Linked DNA regions of Mus musculus: regions 1, 3 and 4 are each linked to region 2. Evidence: chromatin contacts called from public HiChIP or PLAC-seq and promoter capture Hi-C data. All regions are on one chromosome and are shown on one strand. Each heading gives the region's core, a stretch centred on a gene start, on an enhancer-like site or on the middle of the called end of the contact. The rest is flanking DNA. Distances are from core to core; before and after follow the strand shown.

Evidence for each region. Promoter capture Hi-C pulls out the DNA fragments that hold promoters and counts their contacts. HiChIP or PLAC-seq counts read pairs in DNA pulled down with a chosen protein or histone mark. Capture Hi-C pulls out chosen DNA fragments and counts their contacts.
Region 1: an H3K27ac HiChIP or PLAC-seq map of embryonic stem cells shows a contact between it and region 2, with 3 times the contacts expected there. The contact joins the enhancer-like site here to the promoter of 1700016H13Rik in region 2. A contact is called at or near these places in 1 of 39 promoter capture datasets (liver), 1 of 484 Hi-C or Micro-C datasets (cerebral cortex), 3 of 115 datasets of contacts at active chromatin or transcription factors (embryonic basal ganglia, embryonic forebrain and embryonic stem cells) and 2 of 9 other capture datasets (adipose tissue and embryonic stem cells).
Region 3: a contact with region 2 is called in a promoter capture Hi-C map of adipose tissue. The contact joins the promoter of Mapk10 here to the promoter of 1700016H13Rik in region 2. A contact is called at or near these places in 6 of 39 promoter capture datasets (cranial neural crest, frontonasal cranial neural crest, hippocampal neurons and 2 more), 2 of 484 Hi-C or Micro-C datasets (cerebral cortex and pancreatic cancer cells), 5 of 115 datasets of contacts at active chromatin or transcription factors (embryonic basal ganglia, embryonic forebrain, embryonic stem cells and 2 more) and 2 of 9 other capture datasets (adipose tissue and embryonic stem cells).
Region 4: a contact with region 2 is called in a promoter capture Hi-C map of pre-B cells, with 3 times the contacts expected there. The contact joins the promoter of Hsd17b13 here to the promoter of 1700016H13Rik in region 2. A contact is called at or near these places in 2 of 39 promoter capture datasets (hippocampal neurons and pre-B cells) and 3 of 9 other capture datasets (adipose tissue, liver and pancreatic islet).

The regions. Positions count from the first base shown.
Region 1 is chr5:103,190,416-103,193,269 of GRCm38.p6, reverse strand. The region is part of intron 2 of Mapk10 (mitogen-activated protein kinase 10); the gene reads left to right. Among named protein-coding and RNA genes, the nearest start is that of Mapk10, 19 kb to the left of the region's middle. Within about 2 kb of position 1,484, at least 29 of the 459 cell types and tissues checked have an H3K27ac peak or open chromatin away from gene starts, as enhancers often do. A contact at or near this core is called in embryonic basal ganglia and embryonic stem cells, where this site is marked.
Region 2 is chr5:103,654,147-103,657,153 of GRCm38.p6, reverse strand. 1700016H13Rik (RIKEN cDNA 1700016H13 gene) reads left to right here and starts at 1,430. Exons shown (of 4, transcript NM_028824.1): 1 at 1,430-1,709; 2 at 2,098-2,232. The coding sequence starts at 2,168. Gm42138 (a long non-coding RNA gene) reads right to left here and starts at 1,457. Exons shown (of 3, transcript XR_880498.2): 1 at 1,032-1,457.
Region 3 is chr5:103,210,029-103,212,815 of GRCm38.p6, reverse strand. Mapk10 (mitogen-activated protein kinase 10) reads left to right here and starts at 1,482. Exons shown (of 14, transcript NM_001081567.2): 1 at 1,482-1,926.
Region 4 is chr5:103,975,983-103,979,056 of GRCm38.p6, reverse strand. It overlaps Hsd17b13 (hydroxysteroid (17-beta) dehydrogenase 13), which reads left to right and starts at 1,669. Exons shown (of 7, transcript NM_001163486.1): 1 at 1,669-1,951. The coding sequence starts at 1,742.

The DNA.
Region 1 (2,854 bases), core at 235-2,734, 460 kb after region 2:
TCTATGTGCATGTGTGTGAGCGCATTTGTGCACATGTATGTATGTGTGTATGTGCATGTGTGTATATGTGTGCATGTGTATGTGTGTACATGTGTATTTGCATGATTGTGTGCATTGTATGTATGTATGTATGTATGTATGTATGTGTGTATGTGTGCATGTGTGTGCAGGTATGTGTGGGTGTATGTGTGCATGTGTGTGCATGTGCATATGTGTGTGCGCGCGCACATGCACATGTTCATGTGTGTATGTATGCGTATCTATGTGAGTATGTGCGTATGTGTGTGGGTGTGTATATATATATATGAATTCTGTATTAATTGGTCAGTAGTTAATTCAGGGCCTCATACTTGAACATCAACATTCTGAAGAATACATGCAGATTCTTACATTTTACTTATCTTTTCATGTGTTCTAGTTGGCCTTTTTTTCATCATCCAGTAAAGGCAAACAGATACTTGTTTCAGCCATGAATATAGAGAATCCAATAACTTTGCTCTATTGACTAGTTATCCCTCCTATAGTAGATTTCCACAAAATTGTCCTATGAAGAAAATTTGCTTCTACCTTCTTTTAAAAACTATTTTTTATTAATAATTTGAGAATTTCATATGTGGTATTGATTTAGTCACCTCTCTAACTCCTCCCAGATCCCCTGACTCCCTACCCACCCAACTTTGCATTCTCTTTCTCTGTTTTTGAAAACCATTGAGTCCAATCTGTATTGCCCAACTGCTCTTGAGTATGGCACTGACCGTATGCTGCGTTGAACCTATGATTAAAACAAAAGCTAATTTTCTCCTTCCAGCAGCTATCGAGTGCCATTGGATCCTTTGCTGGCAAAGGAACCTTCAATTTTGAGTCCTGTGATTTTCTTTTTGAAGATCCACAATAGTATGCATCTCCATATTGATCAAGCGTCTCTAAAATGTTGAAAGGACCTTCCTATGCAATGACTGGTCCACCCAGCTCTCCATGGGACATATACCATGTCCTTGGTATGTAGCATTGAGGCTTGGTGGGACTAGGCTTCCAACGACGACCTTAGTTCTGCTTACCAAGTCAAGGCTCATTTTCCTAATCTGCACAAAGATGCTAAGAGTTGACTAATTCTGCCAGTGAGTGTTCTAACTGAGCATCCTATCAGTTACTAGCCATTAGGCACTGGGAGGCGATAGTCTTACTTTCTTGTGGGTTTTGCCTAAATACATGATTGGTAGGTTCTCTTCTTTGTAGCCGCTGTATGGTGAGTGACTACCTTGTCTGTATTATATCTAACTTCTTGCGGACAGGAGTGAAATGAAGGTTTGCTTCCCATGAAAAGTTGATCCCTCTTTGTTAACAGTAAATCATATCCTTTTTAAATTATCTAGAGGGGTTGAAAAGGGCTACTGAAAACAGCTGCTAGTGAAAGTGGCAGGAAGATCGGATAGGAATGCTAATGAGAAGCATTAGCATTTCTTCTGCCCCCTCCTCCAAGGCTCCTGCAGTTCAGTATTTCTCTTAGTCATGCTGGCTCAGAGACTTGAGATGAACCTCGAGGCAGGAGTACTCAGTAAATCGTGATCCTTTGTCTCTGGTGGGAGTTCATAGAGGTCAGAATCCAGGACCTCGCTTTCATTTACCTTTTTGTATGAGATGAGGATATTGTGACCATGTTCTAGATGTGTAATGTTGGCTGTGTTACCTAATGTTTTACTCTCATTTTCTTTTTCTTTATTTTTCATTTGTAAAATAGGAACATTAATTGTACTACTTTCAAAAGAATTAATTGAAGAAAGAGAGATACAGGGTATCTAGGCAGAGGAAGGCAGAGAGAGAGAGAGAAGTAGAGGAGGAGTTGAGGCCGGCCATGTGGAGAGAGGGAGGAATGGAATGGGGAAGGGGTGAGGGGACAGAGTAGGAGCTAGAAGGAAAGAGCAAGAGAAAAAGAGAGGGAGGAAGGGGCAAGCAGCCCCTTTTATAGTGGGTCAGGCCTACCTGGTTGTTGCCAGGTAACTGTTAGATAGTTAACTGTGTTAGACAGAATGCTAACATTCCCCCATTTTGTTTTAATTAAAAAAGAAAAAAAATGGAAGAGCAGTGATGGCAAAGCAGGAATAGGGTCGTTGTGATATCTGGCTACTTCCAGCTGGCTTTGGGAGGGCAACATGTCTCTAGGGAACCTAGAAGAATGGGTATGGGGGATGCTTGTCCAGTCTTAGGAGAGTTGGCTGTTTCCTGCTGTCCAGGGTCTGTGGAGCCATCTGAGGACAGGTCAGAGGGAACAGGTCCTGGAGCATCTGGAGTCTGCTTCTCTGGAGCTGTCCTAGATGTAGCAAGCGCCTGGACTTGACAAGATGCTGAAACACACATACGTATTTATTATAGATAGAGATTAAGTACGTTTGGAAGAAAGACATTTTTTTTCTTAAGATGTACATTTGAAAATCAGAGGAATCACCGTCTGTAATAGGTCATAAGTGGGAATTTTAGGCAGATGTACTTATCCGGATGGAGTCTATCTGGTCCATGAGAGGTGGATCTGAGTGGGTTTCCTGTAGCTCATAAGTTTACAAAAGAGATAATAACATGAGGTAACAAGTTAACATTTTGGGCATAGAGTTAGACTTGATTACTGTTTAAACATCAACCTTCTCAATGATACCACCCTTTAGAACAGTTCCTCATGTTGTGGTGGCTCCCAACCATGAAATTATTTCTGTTGCTACTTCATAACTGCAATTTTGCTACTGTTATGGATTATAATATAACTATTTGATAGCCAAACGGTCTTAGTTGACCCCCTGAGAACGGGTCATTGAAGCCCAAGGGGGTTGTGAGCCACAGGTTGAGAACCACTGGCCTAAAACAT
Region 2 (3,007 bases), core at 181-2,680:
ACATATGCCACCACAAGAGCCACTTTGGTGCTGAGTATTGTAACCAGATGGCCCCTGGGTTCAGTTGAACTAGATTCTAAATCTGTTTTATTTTCTAACAACCAGAAATCCTGGAGCTGTTGAGTTGATGGTTCTAGCTTTGGGTCTCTATGGAGTTTCAGTCAAGACTGTGTATGTATGTGCACTCCATGCATGCCTGGTGCCTTCGGAGTTCAGAAGAGGGTGCTGCACACCCAGGAGTCTGAGTTGTTGATGGCTGTGAGCCACCACACGGGTGCTTGGAACCAAACTAAGGCTGGTGGGCACATTGCAGTCTCCATCTATGCTAACTGAAATCAAATCGGGCTGAACTCTCCTACACTGGTCACATAATCCATGGTGGGGGGCTTCACCCCTGTGGCACAGACATTCCCCATTTGGACTACAGACACAATGAATCGGGCTTCTATACATTCTAGTTTCTTGTAGGCACAGAAGTACCTTCTACAGATAAGCCAGCTCCGCAGTTGCTGGCGGACATCCCATCATGCAGCTCGTCCCGTAACTTCCCACAACTTTTATTTTTTCTTTTTCTTTTGGAAAATGGAGGAAGCCCGGACATGTTTTCCGGGACATTCTAGGCTCAGTGATAGATCACTATCCTGCTCTGCGTGTGTGTGTGTGTGTGTGTGTGTGTGTGTGTGTGTGTGTGTGTGTGTGTGTGTGTGCGTGTGTGTGTTCATTCTTTGCGCTAGGAGAATTTGCTAGGCAGGGCGGATGGTACTTTCCTGTAGCTCCAGCCTAGCACTTGGGAAGCTGAAATAGATTTGCTGCAAGTCTGAAGCAAGCCTGGGCTACATAGTGGTTCTAGGCCAGTCTGGACTGTTTCAACAAAAACAGAAAAGAACAGCGACAGGTAGAGGGATCAGAGTATTTAACCTTAAAAGCTCGCCCTGAATTCACTATAAATGGAGGAGTTTCATTCCTTCCCTCTCAACAGAACCCTCTGTTTCATAGCGTTGATACTAAACTCACAATGATATAACCCTTACCTCGGGCTAGAAGCTCTCAGGCCTAGTCTTTAGTTCTCATAACCCGTGAAACATACACATATGATAGCCTCTTTGCTTTATGACGTCATTTAGGCTCGACGGAGGGACACAGGGAATGTCCTGGTGTTAGCAAGGGACAACTCTAGCAAAACCCTCCCGCATAGTGCCACGGTTTGCTTGGGACCCTAAGAGGTGCCTACATGAACAGGAACACGGAGCTGTCGCTGGATCCTCGAGAGTGGGCGTGGGACAATGACTGTCACCCACTGGGGCGAAGTGACTCCCATTAGGCAGGCTGGATCTGCGCCCCGCGCGCACACAAAGCCCTTTATTGAGGCACCGGGTGACGCAGGGTAGGCGCCGGGTGAGCGCCTGATGAGCCCCGCACCTGAGCAATCAGGCGCACCAGCAAGCAGGAGCACGAGCAAGCAAGCCGGCGCAAGTCGGCGGCTGGGCCGCTGCGAGTGCGCGGCCATGTGCACCTAGCGCGAGCTGCCCTGGGTCGGGGGCGCGGCCAGGGTGCGGCTGACCTGTGGGGTACAGGGGTTCCGGGAGCAGCACGGGCTGGAAGGGCGAGGCCGGCACTCGCTACCGCGCCCTAGCCGGTTCTGTCTGGAACTGAGAGCAGGAAAGGGCCGTGCCCTTAGGTAGCCAGCGCACCCCTGGGGTTCCATGCCGGTGAGGCTGGGTCGTTGTCCCCACCACAACCACTAGGGCGCGCAGCTACGAGACCAGGCGACGGGACTCAGGAGTACTCAATGACCGCCTACCGTGCCTGGGTGCGGGGGTGGGGGGGGTGGGGGGTGGGGGGGGGTGGGGTGGGGGTTACCAACTGCAGTCTTGCTCCGGATGACCCTCGCCTGGCTTTCCCTCACCTTAGACTCTTACTGAACTGATTGAGCGACTTCCTGGAAATGAACAGAACTAGCTCGTATGTTCATGGTTCAGGTCCAGTGAATGTTTATGATTCTTGACAGCCCTAAATGCTTTCTCCTAGCCTTTGATTATTTGGCCATAAAACTATTCAAATGAGAGCTGTTAATTAGGCCTGTCGCTGTTCTTTCAGGCAAAGTGCAAACAGCGGTGCAGATGTTACATCAGGCTCCTATGTAAGGAAACCACTGTGATCATTTGTCATGGCGTATGGCTTGCCAAGAAGGAACACAGTACAAACCATTTTGAAGGGCAGCTGTTATAAAGTGTAAGTACACACATACACACACATACACACACACACACACATTACCATGGCTGGAGCTTGCAACAGGGGCTGGGCACTTCTGTTCGCATTGTTACTGGAGTATATGGAAGCACTTGAATGGATCTAGATTTTGTCTTAAAAAGACTAGTTGAAAATTATTTTTATTTTGTTTGTACCTGCCTCTGTATTCACACTGCATTTGAGCAGGTGCCCATGAAGACCAAAAGACTGTGTCGGATCCGCTGGTATTGAAGTTACAGGTGTTACAGCGTCTCTCTGTAGATGCTGGCAACCAAACCTAGGTCCTATTTGCAAAAGCTGTTTGTGCTCTTAATGGGTGATCCATCTTTCCAGCTTCCTGAATGGTACTTTTGTAAGAATATATGAACAGGGGTTAGAGACGAAGCTCATGGATTAAGAGCTCTTGCAAAGGACCTGAGATTGGTTTCCTGCAACCTCCCACAAGGTGGCTCACAACCGTCCCTAACTCCGGTTTTATTAGATCTGTCGCCCCCTTCTGGACCAAATGGGCACAAAGCATGCGTGAAATAGACATATATGCAAGCAAAACACCTACATAAAATAATCTGAAAAGTTAAAATGTGCACTCAGGGGAGGGAAGGATTTAGTCAGCTTCATTTCCAGGATGCTTTTAGATTACACGTCATCACTGAAGGAAAGCAGGGCAGAAGCTTGAAGCAGAAACCACGGAGAAACGCTGCTAGCTGGCAAGCTCACAGGCTTACGCTCAGCTAGCCTTATCCCAGATCACCTT
Region 3 (2,787 bases), core at 233-2,732, 440 kb after region 2:
AGCATATGTAGGCCTTGACCTCTGGTTCCTAGCACAGAAAAGGTGGAGAGAGAGAAGCAGAGGAAAGGAAGGACATTTAGACCAATAATTTAGAAGCTGTCTACTGTGAAGTTGCTTGGCTGTTCATCCATAGTTTATACCAGGCAGTCATAATGTATAAGTAGACCCAAGTGGAGAGTAAAAATTAGCAGTCAGCTACTGGTTCTCATGGGACTTGAATTCAGAACACAGAAACAACCAACAACATGTTGGGAGTTGTAGAGCGAGAGCTCACACAACTTTTCCTTTCTGGGCTTTCTTCTCGGGTAAAACATCTCGGGGACTGAAAACTCGATGTGGTCCCTCAGGATCTCATGATGCATCGCAGGGTCCGCCATCTCTGCTGGCTTTACACCTGTTTAACCTTACTCATAACCCTACGGCAGAGGGACAGGGGCTCCTCGCTCAAGTCAGTGGGCCAGTTCCAGAGCACGGTGTGAAAACATGAATTTTAGCATCACTTTGGTTCAATAGATGGAAACCCATCTAAAAGATGTTTGAGAAAAACCAGCATTGAATCTAATTGTGTAGCTTGAAAAGTCCAAAGACTAGGATTACTTTCAAAATATGTATTGAAATGATGCTATATGTGAAATAAGGTGAAAATTGTTTTGGTAAACATTTTAATAGTGAAAGTACTCTAGGGATCATTCCATCTATATCTATATCATCCATATCTATATCATCTATATCTATACACACACACACACACACACACACATATATACATGATTTAAAATTTCATATAGCAAAGTCAGAAAATTTGCTTAAAAATTAGATATGTAGTAAATTCAATTTGTATTAGTTTCCCATGGAATTTTCTGAAACCAGAAAAAGAATACCACAGTACCCTTAATTTATTAACTCAAATTGTCAGTAGTTTCTTTCTACCTTAAACTGCACTATAAATACCGGTCTAGCCAGTTTGCTTTAGCGGATATTTATGCAGGGTTTGTACAAAAATAGGGAGACTAAGAAGAAATGGGGTTGGACAAATGACCTCTATGGTCCAGACGCAGGTCCAATCTTGCATCTCTTCTGAGGTTGAATTCATCTCTTGTTTGTTTTCACATTCAGAGAGATGGTACACCTCTGCCTTCCTTCGCTGTTTGTAAAAAGCTGAGGTAGTTGAAAATCCGGGGTGACTGGCTTCCCAATGGCTGTTTGATCTGCCCTTGGTGCTGTGCAGAGCTGGAGCAGCAGGGAGGATGCTCTTTGGCTTCGTGCAGAATTCCACCCCCCCTACCACCCCCACCACCCCCCCCCCCCCGCACGCTGAATTCGCATATTTTGGTTGCCAAGTTCCGAAGCCTGCTTCTCATTTTGCCAGAAAACGAGGTAGCTGTAGCCACAGATAGACTTTTTCCTTTTTCTCTTTCCTCCTCCTACCCCTCCCTAGACCTCTCTGGGCTTTGACGTCATGTGTGCTCCTTTCAGTTGCCATAGCAACCCCATTCCCCAAGCCCTCTGTCCGTCTCCTCTGGTAGGTTCCACAATGGTACAGGCAGCCTCCCGCTGCACAATGGTTTCCAGGCAGTGAGAGGGTGATTCAGCAAGCCGCTCTCTCTTCTCTTAAGCCTCCTCGTCGTCTCAGTTTATTTTTATGGGGGGTGGGTGGTGCTTCTTATATGCTTACCCTTTTTTTTTTCTATTTTCATTTTTACAAATTTCCTTTTTCCTCCTCACTCCTCAATTACTAGGGGCTTGAGTGAGCTAAAGATTGGGTCTTCTTGGAAATCACCTGTCTGTTATTATTTTTAAACAATCGCTACACCTCCAAAGACTCTGCTCCTTACTCCGGTTTGGAATGTGGCTAATGACTACCCAGTAGGGAGGATTTCTGGGGCAAACAGCCGGACCAGGATCCTAGTTCTCAGGCACGGAATGGTAGGTGGCTCCTTGCTCATTCTGGGTTCTAACCTGGTTTGGGAGGGTGGATGATATCTGTCATCGTTCCTGGTGGAATGGGAGAGAGCATGAGAAAGTAGGAAGTGATGGTGTTGGAGAGCCGGTTTAATCAAGTGTACTATCTGTGAGGCAGAAAACTGGTGTTTCTCTCTGGGCAAAGCATCTCTTCTCAGATGGAGGCTAAAATCTTTCTGTTTGGAGTGAAGAATTCTAGAAGGTGGGACAGACCATTATTGTTATGACTTGGCAGAGTAAGAGAAACACACACGAGGGGGGTAAGGGGGGAGAGGAAAGAGAGAGAAAGAGAGAGAGAGAGAGAGAGAGAGGAGAGAGAGAGAGAGAGAGAGGAGTCTGGATCTCACTTTAACTGAGAAATGCTATGGGTCTCATAAAACATTCAAAAATGTTATTAGTAAACATAAATGTTTATTTCCAGACCGGTTTAACTTTAAATATTCTAGAATACATTCTTGCAGTTTAGAGGTATTTACCAAAATATTAGAAACTATGTTCCTCTTGTAGAAAGACCCTGAGCTAAATTTGGGCTGCAGACAGGAACACAGGACAGGGAACAGACCAGGGAAAGGAGCAAACACCGGCGGCACCGCAGCCACCCAGGTGAAGGTCCCTTTAAGAAAGTGATCTCTCAGTCACAGCAGGCAGCATTTTTCTATGGCAAGGTTCCCAGGTATTCAGTGCTGAGATACTGTGTCCCCTAGAAATGTCAGAGCATTTTCAGAAAGAAAAAAAAAAGCTGTCATTGGAAAGGAGCTTGATGATACAGTTATCAGAATTTATGTGTTTGTGCTTCAGAGAATAAGAGTGCTTTATTTGAAAAAC
Region 4 (3,074 bases), core at 420-2,919, 320 kb before region 2:
AGGTGGGTGCTCTGAAGCAAAACTGTATACAGTCACAAATGGTCTGAAAGTACATCTGAAACAATCTGACTGATATTTGATTAACTGTTGCTAGGAAGTATCTAGGAGTAACTCTGGCCAAGAACAAGCCGTGGAGTCCATCCTGGTACATGGGTCCAGCTTGGGTTCTGCTGCAGGTCAAGTTGTCAGGCTTTTGGTTTTTCCTTTAAGATGGAGGTTGGTCCTAAGATGGAGTAGGTTTGGCCTCTCACTGTCTTAGGTGCCTCATACAAACAGATTCAGAACGTGGGAGGTTTTGTGTCTGGCTTATTTCCTTTTGCATATTATAACTGAGGATCACCATGTTGTAGCATGTATCTGAATTTCTTTCTTTAAAGGAAGAATACTATCCCATCGTATGTATGTCTGATATTTTACCCATCCATTGATGGACAAGGGTGATCTCTCCTTTTCCACTATTAGAAGTTACTCTATCCAGAATGTGTCCCCTTAATTTCTTATGCTGGAATCTAGCTCCTATTAATATAGAATGTTGGAACTTTGGGAGGTGATTACGTCACGATGGCTGTCTATGGTTTTTATAAAGTTGACCACAGAGAAGTTCCTCCTCATTCTTTGGGGTGCAGTGGCCATGAAATGACAGCTGTCTGCAAACCAAGATGCCAGTTCCCACTTGACACACATACAGCTTAGGTTACACAGACACTAGGACTGTGTAATAAGCCACCTAGCCCACAGTATTTGTCACCACCGCCCAGGCTGAGACAGTGGCAGCACTTTTAAGTTGACGTGTATGATATCTGGTCTGGTGATTTTCCCAGTGTTATGGCGAGAACTGGCTGTTTCCTATAACCTACATTCTCCTCCACCTCAGGGGTTTCAGAGGAAGATCATAACTGTGAATGCATGCGTTCAACAGCTAAGCTTTGTTGACCCATATTTTAGCTTCCTCATTTTTACTTTATATGCATGTGTGTGTGTGTGCATGTGTGTCTGTGTGTATGTGAGTGTGTGCATTTGTGTATGTGTGTGCATGTGTGTGTCTGTGTGTGTACATGTATATGTGTCATGTATATGTGTCTATGCGTGTGTGTATGTGTGTGTATGTATCTATGCATGTATGTTTGTATGTGTGCATCTGTATGTAAGTGTGTCTGTGTCTGTGTGTGTACATGAGTGTGTGTCTATGTGTGTGTGTCTCCCTCTCTGTGTGTATGTGTGTGTAGAGTTGGCTATCTCCTTCCACTATGGATTTGGGGATCATATTCAGGTAAAAGGCTTGCATGGCAAGCACTTTGACTGCTAAGCCATGTCACTAATCCCTTAAAGTTTCTTTAATATAATGTTTCTATTTCTAATTCCCCCAACCCTGATTTAACATGAATGCACACATGTGCTTGCTTGTGTTCGTGCATGCACACACACACACACACACACATTCAAATGATAACAGACCATTAGCTGATGCAATACTTCCAGAATAGCTTTGAGAGGTGAAGTTTCATGTCGAAACATGGTGCATAACTGCTTTTCAGATAACCAGGTCCAAAGGGCACATCCCACTGGGTTCCCTGACCTATGCTGCGCTTGTGTTAGAGACTGGCATCATTTCAAAAACCAAAGGTGTATCTGATTCGTCAGGGGACACAGTCAAAGTCTGCCTCTTCTGCAGCAGCCCATAATACCTGACAGGGCTCTCTGTGGAGCTCTGAGCAGAGGTGTCTGTTGTGAGAACAGAGCCATGAACCTCATCCTGGAATTTCTCCTTCTGGTGGGCGTCATCATCTACTCCTACCTGGAGTCACTGGTAAAGTTCTTCATTCCCCGGAGAAGGAAATCTGTGACCGGGCAGACCGTTCTCATCACGGGGGCCGGACACGGAATAGGCAGGCTGACTGCATATGAATTTGCAAAGCAGAAAAGCAGACTGGTTCTATGGGATATCAATAAGGTAATAATAGGTGTTTCTAACAATCTTTTAAAGTCACAAAATAACAAGGCATATGTTTCTCTAGAGACGTAACTTAGTGCTGGCTTTTCTCTGTGTTTTCCTTTTTCAAAGTTTTAATAAACTCCTGGGTCCTTTCTGGATCCCTGCGACAGGTGAACAAGATGGAACCAACGAGCTGGAGAACTAAGCCTGGGGGGTTTCATTTTGTTTGACTGGTTGGTTGGTTGGTTGGTTGGTTCTACTGTGGTGTACAACTTGATAACAAGAGACGCAGGAGCCAGAGAGCTTCCCAGCTGCTGAAATTAGGCAAGCCACATAACTTACCTCAACTTCAAATTTAAAAAACAAAAAACAAACAAAAAACTCTACCATTGGGATAAAATCTCAGAGGGAGACAAAATCTACAGGTAATGATTGCCAGCAACCAAATTGGCCAATATGCAGTTTATTACAGCTAGGGGTGACTTTTATACTTTTAGATTTTCATTTATTCTGTTATTCATTTGTTCCTTTCTGTGATAGACTGAAGCTGGGTCTTAGTACCTACCACTGAGCCACAGTACCTTAGCACGTGCCAGGCAAGCACTCTATCACCGAGCAACCGCTCAGGTTTTTACACATTTGAGGGATTGATTCTCAAAACAAACAAACAAAACCACATGAAGAACTAACAGCAGAAACCCATGGTACTTCCACTCACACTCCAGCAATCCTAAAATACTTACATCTGACCTTTTGCAGAAGAAGAAAAAATACTTGCCGGGTCCTGAGCAAGAAGGGTAAAGAATAATACTTAAGTGCTTAGCATGGCCTGGTGCACGCAGCATCACATATGGAAATGTCTACACCAGTGCCTGGCTTTCACTAGTACATTTAAGAGGTTGTTGATCTCTGTTTATTTATAAATGCTCTTAACTACCTTAAGTCTGAAAGTGTTGACGTCCTGTGTCACTTTCTCCTAAACATGCACATTCCCAAAAGGTCGTGAAAAAGATGTGCCACAACAAACTGTCTCTGGGATTGTAATCTTTGAAGAACTGGACTGGGGATGTAGCCCAGCGGTACAACAATTATCTAGAATATACAAACTAGATATTAGATCCAGTTGTGGCTGGGTGTGAGC